Linked DNA regions of Sus scrofa: region 2 is linked to region 1. The links are chromatin contacts, called in public Hi-C maps. All regions are on one chromosome and are shown on one strand. Each heading gives the region's core, a stretch centred on a gene start, on an enhancer-like site or on the middle of the called end of the contact. The rest is flanking DNA. Distances are from core to core; before and after follow the strand shown. Region 1 holds the start of VWA7 (von Willebrand factor A domain containing 7). Region 2 holds the start of SLC44A4 (solute carrier family 44 member 4).

Region 1 (4,369 bases), core at 196-2,695:
GGTGAGGGTGTGGCTGCTGCATCCCCAGTTCCACCCAGTTGCTGTGACTGTAGAAATCCTAGTCCCAGGGAAGGAAGAAGACGACTTCGGCTCACTGTCCTCACAGTCTCCAGGCAAGACGCCTCACTCCCCCAGCCCCGCCCAAAGCCTCCTCCCACCCTTGGCTCCTTCAGACCCCTAAGCCCCTCCACAGCCCTCTCCCTGGCCTGGAGAAGCTTTACCAAGTGGGAGTGTTTCTCCCCATCTCACCGGAGCAGGCCCACCTCTCTCAGCACTGTTCTCTCCTACTCTCACTTGGCTCCAGCTGCAAAGGCCTCCTGGCTCTTCCCCCAGGAAGCCCTGGGTTTGGAGGTGGGGACCTGGGAACAGCCCCAGGGCACGGCGAGCCTGCCCAACCCCATCCAGAGTAGGGGAGGCACGACTAAGCAGGCGCCGCTGGGGAGATGGGAAGGCTGGAAGCACAGACACCCCACCACCACCACTGCCCCACCTCTGTGCTCACCTGCAAGGCATGAAGAGCGGCCCCGAGGCGCTGGCGGGCCAGGGTGTGGTCCAGGGCTCCGCTGCCACCACGGTCTCCCGCAGAGCCCCCACCAAGCGTGTGCGCCCCTGGCCCAGGCGCTCAGCGTCAAAGTGCAGGTCGGGGTCGTTCCTGGAAGTCGGCAGGAAGTCCTGGGCGGCATTGGCACGAGACACCTCGCCTAAGGCTGCCCGGAAGCGCCGGGAGGGAAACCCAGGGCCAAAGTAGGCAGCAAAGAGGTCGTCGGCAAGGAGGGTGCGGCCCTGGGAGAGAAGCGGGGGACAGGGGTTCCAGGAAAGCCCCCTGGGTTGGCCCATTGCCCACATATCCTCAGCTCTGGCTCGAAGCTGGGTGTGGGAGGAACCCAGAGTGCTGGCCCTGCAAGGGAGGGCAACGCTGGGCTTTTCTGAGGAGGGAGACATCTGATTTTAGGACCAGGACCCTGGGCACTGTTGCTGTGGTGAGAAAGGGAGGGGGGTCCCTCCTCATGGCAAGCAGGGGCCTCAAGGTCCCTGGGAACAGGGGAACCCGGCTGGGATGCGACCAGACACAAGGGTGCTCACCAGGAAGTCCTCGAGACGAAGGGGGGGCCGACCTGGGGGCGGCTGCTCCAGGAAGAGCTGCAGGGTGACGTTGAGGGCCGCCTCCTCGGTCAGGTCCTGGTGGGTGATGGAGCCGGGGGCAGCCAGGAGGCTCCAGATGTTGGGGAAGAAGGCAGTCGTGGGGGGCAGCAGCAGCTGCAGTAGCAGCAGCGCTGGGGGGCCCAGGTGGGACAGGGGTGCATCGGCAGGGAGCATGGCTGAGACATGGACCTGGGGGGCAGAGGGCCCTTAAGGGAGGAGGAAGCAGCAGCGTCTCCAGGGCAGGGCTTCCTGTTGGCCTCTGTGGGCACCTGCTTTGGCCCTTTATCTGCTCCAGCTGGCCTCCCCGCCCTCTCCCCTCATTCGGAAAACCTGAGGGCCCATCGGACCAATAGGGACTTACACCTGCAGGGGAGGGGGCTGAGGCTCCTCCCCCAGGCCCCCCTTCCCGCCCCAGCCTGACCCCACCTTGCGCAGGAAGCCTCCTCTCCAGGCCTCTCCCCTACCTGGTTGCTGGGTCTCCGGGAAGGGCCGCTGGGGCGTGGCGTCACAGGGCACTTAGGTCAGAGTTATAATTAACCTAGGCTACACTCCGTGGAGGGGAGGGAGGCCCCGGCACGGTGGGGGCTGGACAGGCAGGCCCTGGCCCCTCCACTTGAGGCCACAAGCAGCAGCCAGCAAGCACCAGGGCGGTCCTCCCTCCGCCGGCTGCAGTGCAGCGGAGGTGAGTGGAGACGAGCCGGAGGAGGAGGGAGCCAGCAGCATGACTCAGGCCTGGCTCAGGGCCAGGGCCAGACCCAGACAGACGCACCTCTCTGCCCACCAGGACCCAACGCCTCATGCCCAGCCTGCCACCCTACTGTTCACATCAGCACCTGAGGATTCAGGAACCCAGCCCCACCACACAAACAGTCAAGAGATGGTTTTGTGGCAAAATATTTTATTGCTGCCATCCCCACGGTGGACCACTGGGGGTCATGAGGGCTGGAGGTGGGTCTATCACAGCATCTTCTGAAATAGGGCGATGGCCTCCTCCACCTTCCTGAGCTCTGCTTCCGTCTGCTGGAGCTGAGGGTGGAACAAAGGGGTGGTGGGTGGTGAGGGCCCAGGCCCAAGAGAGGAGAGCCCCAAGTGGGGAGAGCAGAGGGGTCAGAGTTGGAGAGGGGTCAGAGTTGGGCAGGGAGCAGCTCGGGGACCTGTGTGCTTGGCTGGCCAGTCTCCCCACCAGCACCTCCTTCTCTTCTATCATCGCTGGTGTCCTGGGTCCTGCCTTTTCCCAGAGTGATCAGCTCCCAAGGACAAAGGGGCCTCTGAGCTCATGTGCGCCCCCCGGTGGCCAAGCCCCACACCCTGACTGGGGAGGTGGACCTAGTTAGGAAGGCAACCTTGTAAGCTAGCCCTCAGCCTTCAGCTGGAAATGGGCAACGGTATTACAGCCCCCTGGCCTGAGAGGGCCACTTGGGACAATTAAGTGTGAAATTAACTCCACTCAGTCACCCAGGCCCTGTAACTCTCCGTCTCCACCCACATTCTCTTCTCGCACCTGTGGTTTTCCTCCATGGAGGGGCTCCAGGTGATCGGTGGAGCGACCTGACTCTACCTGGGCGGTCCTGAGCCCAGCCCCCAGCAGGTGGAAGCCATGTTCTAGGCCCTGGGTTCGAGGCCTCCTCCGCCATCAACCTGCTACGTGCCCCTGCCCGCGCAGTGTAATTGGGGGGGGGGGTCCGAAGGCAGCGGGAGCCCTGGGGAGGGACATGGGGAAGGAAACGCCCACCCAAACCACACACCTTAGCTTCATCTGCCTCCTGGACTTTGAGGGGCACCTTGACAGAGTAGCTGGAGGCGGCACGGCGCTCCTGCAGACGCTGGGCCTGCCGCTGCGCCTCGTCACGCTTGGCCTGCAGTTTGCCCAGCTCCCGGGCGGGGTCTACCAGCCCCTGCAGCTGCAGGTGGACGGAGCAGCGGTCAGAGGCCAGGGCCACAGCACAGCCCTGGGGTGCAGAAGCCCCCAGAGCCAGAACAGCTACTATACCAGCGCTGGCCAGAGTCTGCACGTAGCCTGACACTGCCGATGCCAGGGCACCCGTGGCCTCATCAGCCACTTCCAGGAAACCTGCCAGGGGAGGGAGAAAGGTGAACAGACAGGAGACAGCCAGCTGCCCTGATACTGGTCCCAGAGTGCACTGTGGGGACAGGAGGACGTGGGGGCCCGAAGCTCACAGTCGGGCCGGATCCGGGTGAGGTTGTAGTCGGCACGGAGGGAGCGCACAGCTCGAGTGATGCTCAGGGCCAGCTCGAAGGCGGCCTCTGCCTCGGGGTCCTTCCAGGAGCACTGTGGGGTGCAGGAGGGGGTCAGGGAGGCTGGGAGGCCGCTCTGCAGAGCCCCCCGGAGCCCCATTCCCGGCCACACCCCGTACCTCTGAAGGCTCCGGGTAGGAGGTGACACAGAGGCTAGGGGGGCCTGCGGCGTCCGCCGGGGCAGCCTCTGAAACAGCTCCTCGGTCACGAAGGGCATGAAAGGTGAGAGCAGCCGCAGGCCGACGTCCAAGCAGGTGTAGAGGGTCTGGCGGGCGCTCTCGGCCGCCACCTGGTCCACCCCGTTCAGCACAGGCTTCAGGCACTCCTAGGGGATGGGAGGCAGCGAGCTCAGGGCTGGGGAAGGTCGAGCCTCCAGCCCCTGTGAATCCATGAGGACTGGGAGGGGACAGGGTGGCCCGGGGCCCCATCTCACCAGGTAGACGTCACAGAGCTCGTAGAGCCAGAAGCTGTACTGGGCAGTGGTGACGGCCGGGAAGTCGTAGGCCTGGAAACCCTGGTTGCTGAGCCTCACGGCCTCAGTCAGCCGGCTGCGGATCCAGCGGTCCGCCAGGCTCTCGCGGCCTCCAGGCTTGAGGAGAAGGAGCATATCAGCTGGGGGGGGCCATCATCTGCCCTGGGGGAGGGAGCCAGAGCCCCATGGGAACCATGGGCAAATCCACCCTCCAGGAGCCTGAGGGATCCAAAGCAACCAGCACGTGTCCGGTGACTGGGGGAAGGGTCAGGCCCCCCTTGTGGGAGGACCCCTGTGCCCGAGGCTCTCCCTATGGCAGTCTGGCCCTGTATCCACCTGTCCCCCCAGCTCACAGAGGCGCCCTGGGGGCAGGGGCTGGGCTTCTGGACTCGTGGCTACAATCCTGACACTGCATGGGCCGTGCTTGTCGCTGGGATGGCAGGGATGCAACCCGTGTGGGCGCTGCCCTCCTCGCCCTCCAGGCCCTCACCTCGGAGG
Region 2 (4,528 bases), core at 1,962-4,461, 92 kb after region 1:
GGCATGTAATACACACCATAGAAATGTTCAAGGTGTTGATGTTGATTGAATGTTTCTTGCAGGCCAGGACGGAAAGCTTGGTTCCTGGAATCATCCTTGTGTTTCAGATGAGGAAATCAAAGCTCAGAGAGGCTGAGTACATTGCCCAAGATCACAAACCAGAACTTAGTTCCTACGGGGATTCAAATGCCCGTCTCTAGACTCCAGAATCCCTGCACTTAATCGTGACTCTACAATGCCTCTGGGGGGCACTCAGAAGGCAGGGGTCGAGGCTGCTCGTTGTGGCCTGGAGTGGTGAGATTCAGGGAGACTGGAGGGGAGTGTCCCCTGCCCCACCCGCTCCTGCCCCTTCTTCCTGCCTTTATACTCACTTGTTTTCCCCGATCCCGCAATAGGCCCCAGAAGAGTTCCGGGGGTAGAGGACTTGCTGGGGGTCTCCATAGACCCAGGCTGGAGACAGAGACACACAGTTAAATCCCTGGAGGGGACGCAGGCAGGGGCTTCAGAGGGGACGGCCATGGGCATGGTCCCTCCCTGGGACAGTAATGTCCCCCGGCCACTGGCCCAGCTTTGCACAGCCATGAACTCACCCACAAGCCCCACAGCAATGTAACCCAGAATGAACACAAAGAAGAGGACACAGCAGATGATATCCGTGCAGCTCCTGGGAGAGAAATGGGGGAAACCTTTGGAGAGGATGCTGGGGGGAGCATGGTCTGGAGGACCCAAGGTTTGGAGAGTTGGGGAACACTGGAAAGTAGGAAGAGGTAGGTTTCATTGTATTTTATATATATTTTTATGGGGCCGCACCTGTGGCATATGGAAATTCCCAGACTAGGGGTCAAATTGGAGCTGCAGCCATGGCAACACCAGATCCTTAACCCACTTAGTGAGGCCAGGGATTGAACCTGCATCCTCATGGATCCTAGTTGGGTTTGTTACCTCTGAGCTGCAACGGGAACTCTGTTATTTTATTTTTTAAGAAAAAAATTTTCTGGGTGGGTAAACTTTCTTCTGAAATTTAACACCAGAAAGGGCACAATTTGTAAGTGCTCGGCTGGACAAATTTTCCCAAAGGGCATATGCCTGGGTAGCCAGCTCCCAGGTCAAGACACAGAAAGAACATCACCAGTTCCCAGAAGCCCCTTTGCGCCCCCTCTAGACAAGGCAATTTCCCCAGGGCCGCCACTCTCCTGCGTAAAAGCGTTTCCCCCACAAATTTCTAACCAATATTCAGCAAATAGAAGCAAAACCAGGACACTTACTTCCCCCCTCCGCCTCTGCCCCCCACCGGTGGAGCACGGTGTCCAGAACTCACCTGTTCCTGATGGGGCCTCGGAAGGAGGGGTCATACTTGGCTGGTTTCCCTGAAGGGCGTGGGGAGAGGTGTGGAGAGTGAGGCATCGAGAGGGGTCTCTCCCCCATTTCCAGTCCCTCCAACCCTTTCCCCGCACAGGATCTGCCATGCACCGGGGTCCTCCCTGGCCCTCAGGAGTTTGGGGGGAGATGGACTAGGGCAGGGCCGGGAGGAGGGGAAATAGGAGAACAGGAAACGTTAGGATCAAAGCTTGGTCAGCAGCCTCACGGCTCACTGTGAACTCCAGCCAGGCGGCCTTGGAGGGAGGGGAAAGGGCCGCCTTTATGGGTCATTAATGGCTCGAACCTCAAGGCCGCCAGGCAAATAGCCTTCATCTCCTTCCCCCACCCTGGCTCCGGAGTCTCCCTCCAGCTGGGGTGTGGGCTGTCTTCAGCCTTCCCAGTGGCTTTCACACCCCTATCCTTGTGGGCGCAGATTCAGAGCTTTTCAGGGAGGTCATAGCCCCTTCGGCATCGACCCCAGCCCCTTCCTCTACCCCCGGCCCCAAGCTAAGGGGAAAGACACTGGAACCGAAGGCATCCACTCCCCCAAGGCCCGGGGAGGGGAGGGGCCCCTGCAGACCCCCACCCCGAAAGGACTTCGGTCTGGTCTCCAGGCTACTGTCAGTCCCTGGGAGGGCAGTCCCGGTGACACCTGAGCCTGGCAGTTGAGATTGGGGCCACGTCCTGTTCCTGGTCCTCCCTGAGTACACACAGAGAGGGGGTGGGGCCAGGCAGCCAGGGTCCCCTGTGGGCATCGAGGAGGGAGGACAGAGGGCTGGGATGGGGTGTGGTCCATTGTCCCTGGTGCCCTGGACTCTGTCCCTCCAAGGTTCTCGGACATGATGTCAATGATTGACCCAAAGCCGCTCCGGGAAGCTGAAGCTTACGAGGCGCCCTCACTGCTCCCTCCCCTAATTCCCTTTGGACCAAGGAAGGCTTCTGGGAGGCCCCTCCTTTGGGTTCCCTTCTTTCCAGAGAGAAGTTCAGAACCCCAGACCCCAGGGGGCCTCGGCAGGCAACCCCCTAGCCTTCGATGCTCACAGGTGTCCCAGTGTCCTCTCCCTTCAGACTCCCGCCCCCCAACCCCAGGCCTGGGGACCCCTGGGCAGCCTCCCAGCCTTGTTCCTCACAGATTCTGGAGACAGGCTCCCTGCTCCCTTTCCTGAGGCCTTACCCTGCAGAGGACCCTCAGCAGGTGCTGCTCCCCATTCCTCTGTGTACACCCTCCTAACAGAGACCCTCGAGACAGGCCCCCAGCCCCCTCTCCACCAAGATCTGCAGCCCCAGCTCCTCAGAGGGACCCCCAGCACCCTGTCCCCTCAGAGACCCAGAGTCCAGGCCGAAACTCCTCCTCCTCTTGGGGACCGCAGCTGCTTCTCCTGACAGCTGCCTAGACCCCAGCTCACCCCTCCCAGGCTCTGCAGCACCTGACACCCCCAGCCTGAGCCCTTTCCCCTCCTCAGGACCCTGTCCCTGCCTCCTTCCGGTTCAGGCTCTGCTTCCCAGGGCCCTGCCTCCAGAGAACCAGAGTCCAGGGCTGATAGCACCCCCTCCTCCCAGGGACCCCAGATGCACTCCGGGAAGGCTCCCCAGCCATGGCTCCCAGCCCCAGAACCCCGTCCTCCTCCCAGGACCTTCTTCCATCAGCTCATTTCCTGGTCCCTCCCCTCTGGGACTACGGCTCCCCTCAGCTCCACTCCTTGGGGCGACCCCAGCACCGCGCCCCCCTCCCCATTCCCAGTGTAGCTCTCCCTTTCCTCACTGGAGCCCGAGCCCCCATCCCAGCCTGGCCCCAGCCTCACCGTAGGCCTTGTCTGGGTCCTGTTTTTCCCCCATGGCTCAGTCTCCGGAGTGATTGGAGCCTGGGAGACCTGGCAGCTCACCTGCCACCTGCCCCGCCCTCCCTCTGGCACGTCACAGCCCCACCCCTGCCTGTGGTCCCTGACACACTCTAGTTCCTCCTACTTGACTCTGAGCTGGAAGGCGAGCCTGGGATGGGGTCAGGTCAAGGCTACTTGCTCAGGCCTCAAGGACCACGACCTGAAGGACTCCCGCACGCTCTAAGAAAACCCTCCTCAATTTTGCCAACTTCCTCACTGGTTGTACACTCCCGCCCACACCCTCCCGCAAAAGATTAAGTGTCCAGATGAGATTTGGCCTTGACCAGAGATCCTGCACCCGGTCACCCCCTGCCCCTCCCCCGGGCGGCCAGCCGCACCAGCCACACCAGGCACACCTGCCCGGCCTGCTTCCCATCCTCACCTGCCCCTCGCACCCACGTTCCCTCTGGCTGCAACCCCTCGGCTTATTACAAACCCAACATTTATTGAGAACAAAGGAAACCAGTTAGCATAGGGCCCCAATTTCAATTCATCAAACTTCAGCTAAGGATGGGGAACAGGGGGGTGGCCAGCCCTGAAGTCACTCTCCCAGGGAGGAACCAGCTCTGGGAGAGAGGGGCTGTCAGACCTCCAGGGCCTGGCGGGGATCTCTGGCTGAGGAATGTGTGGAGGGGTGCAGGGACAGGAGACTGTGGCACCCCCAGGTGTGGGCTGTGGGCAGCAAGTAGCAGAGGTGGCTGCCGAGTTGGTGGCCGTCCTGGGGTAGGGAGGGGTGTGTGTGGTCCACTCTCAGGGGTTGACGGGGGGCAAGGAGCTGAGCTCGGGCAGCAGCTCGGGGTGGGGGTCCAGGCGGGCCAGGCGGCTCTGCTCCAGGGCGATGGCCTCCGCTGAGTGCTTGCACTTCTCAGAGCCACACTGGCAGGTGAAATATTTGCTTTTGATGTCCCAGAAGCGGTCACCATAGTCAAACCTGTCAGGGGAGCACAGGCGGTCTGTGGGACCCAGACCCACTCCGAAGCATCTGTCCCCATCTTCTGCGGGGCTCTGAGGCCTCCTATGCTCTCTGCACCTACAGCCCCAGCGCTGCCCAGGAGCTTGTTAGGAATGAGGACTCTTGGGCCTCATCCCAAACCTACTGACTCAAAACCTGTGCGGCTTGGGACTCTGTTTATGGCCCGTTTCAGAGAAGCTCTGCTCTAATCCGTGCCTGGAGAGCAGGCACTCTCCAGCCTTCCTGCTCTGGTCCCGGGCCGGCTGCCCCTCCCACACCCATGGCCGCGTCCCAGGCTGCCTCACCCCAGCTCCTCCCCGGTCCGGATGTCTCGTGA

What was found. Hi-C and Micro-C count contacts between places; a contact is called where the count stands out from the background.
Region 2: a Hi-C map of epiblast stem cells shows a contact between it and region 1, with 2.6 times the contacts expected there. The contact joins the promoter of SLC44A4 here to the promoter of VWA7 in region 1. A contact is called at or near these places in 1 of 5 promoter capture datasets (liver) and 4 of 47 Hi-C or Micro-C datasets (alveolar macrophages, embryonic fibroblasts, epiblast stem cells and 1 more).

Annotation. Positions count from the first base shown.
Region 1 is chr7:23,884,106-23,888,474 of Sscrofa11.1, forward strand. VWA7 (von Willebrand factor A domain containing 7) reads right to left here and starts at 1,446. Exons shown (of 17, transcript NM_001195327.1): 1 at 1,084-1,446; 2 at 565-783; 3 at 503-562; 4 at 1-58. The coding sequence starts at 1,317. VARS (valyl-tRNA synthetase) reads right to left here. Exons shown (of 33, transcript NM_001195378.1): 27 at 4,362-4,369; 28 at 3,833-3,988; 29 at 3,560-3,724; 30 at 3,519-3,557; 31 at 3,322-3,433; 32 at 2,889-3,214; 33 at 2,027-2,174. The coding sequence ends at 2,889.
Region 2 is chr7:23,974,019-23,978,546 of Sscrofa11.1, forward strand. SLC44A4 (solute carrier family 44 member 4) reads right to left here and starts at 3,212. Exons shown (of 21, transcript NM_001101818.1): 1 at 3,162-3,212; 2 at 1,319-1,367; 3 at 591-664; 4 at 372-450. The coding sequence starts at 3,195. EHMT2 (euchromatic histone lysine methyltransferase 2) reads right to left here. Exons shown (of 29, transcript NM_001101823.1): 28 at 4,497-4,528; 29 at 3,665-4,170. The coding sequence ends at 3,990.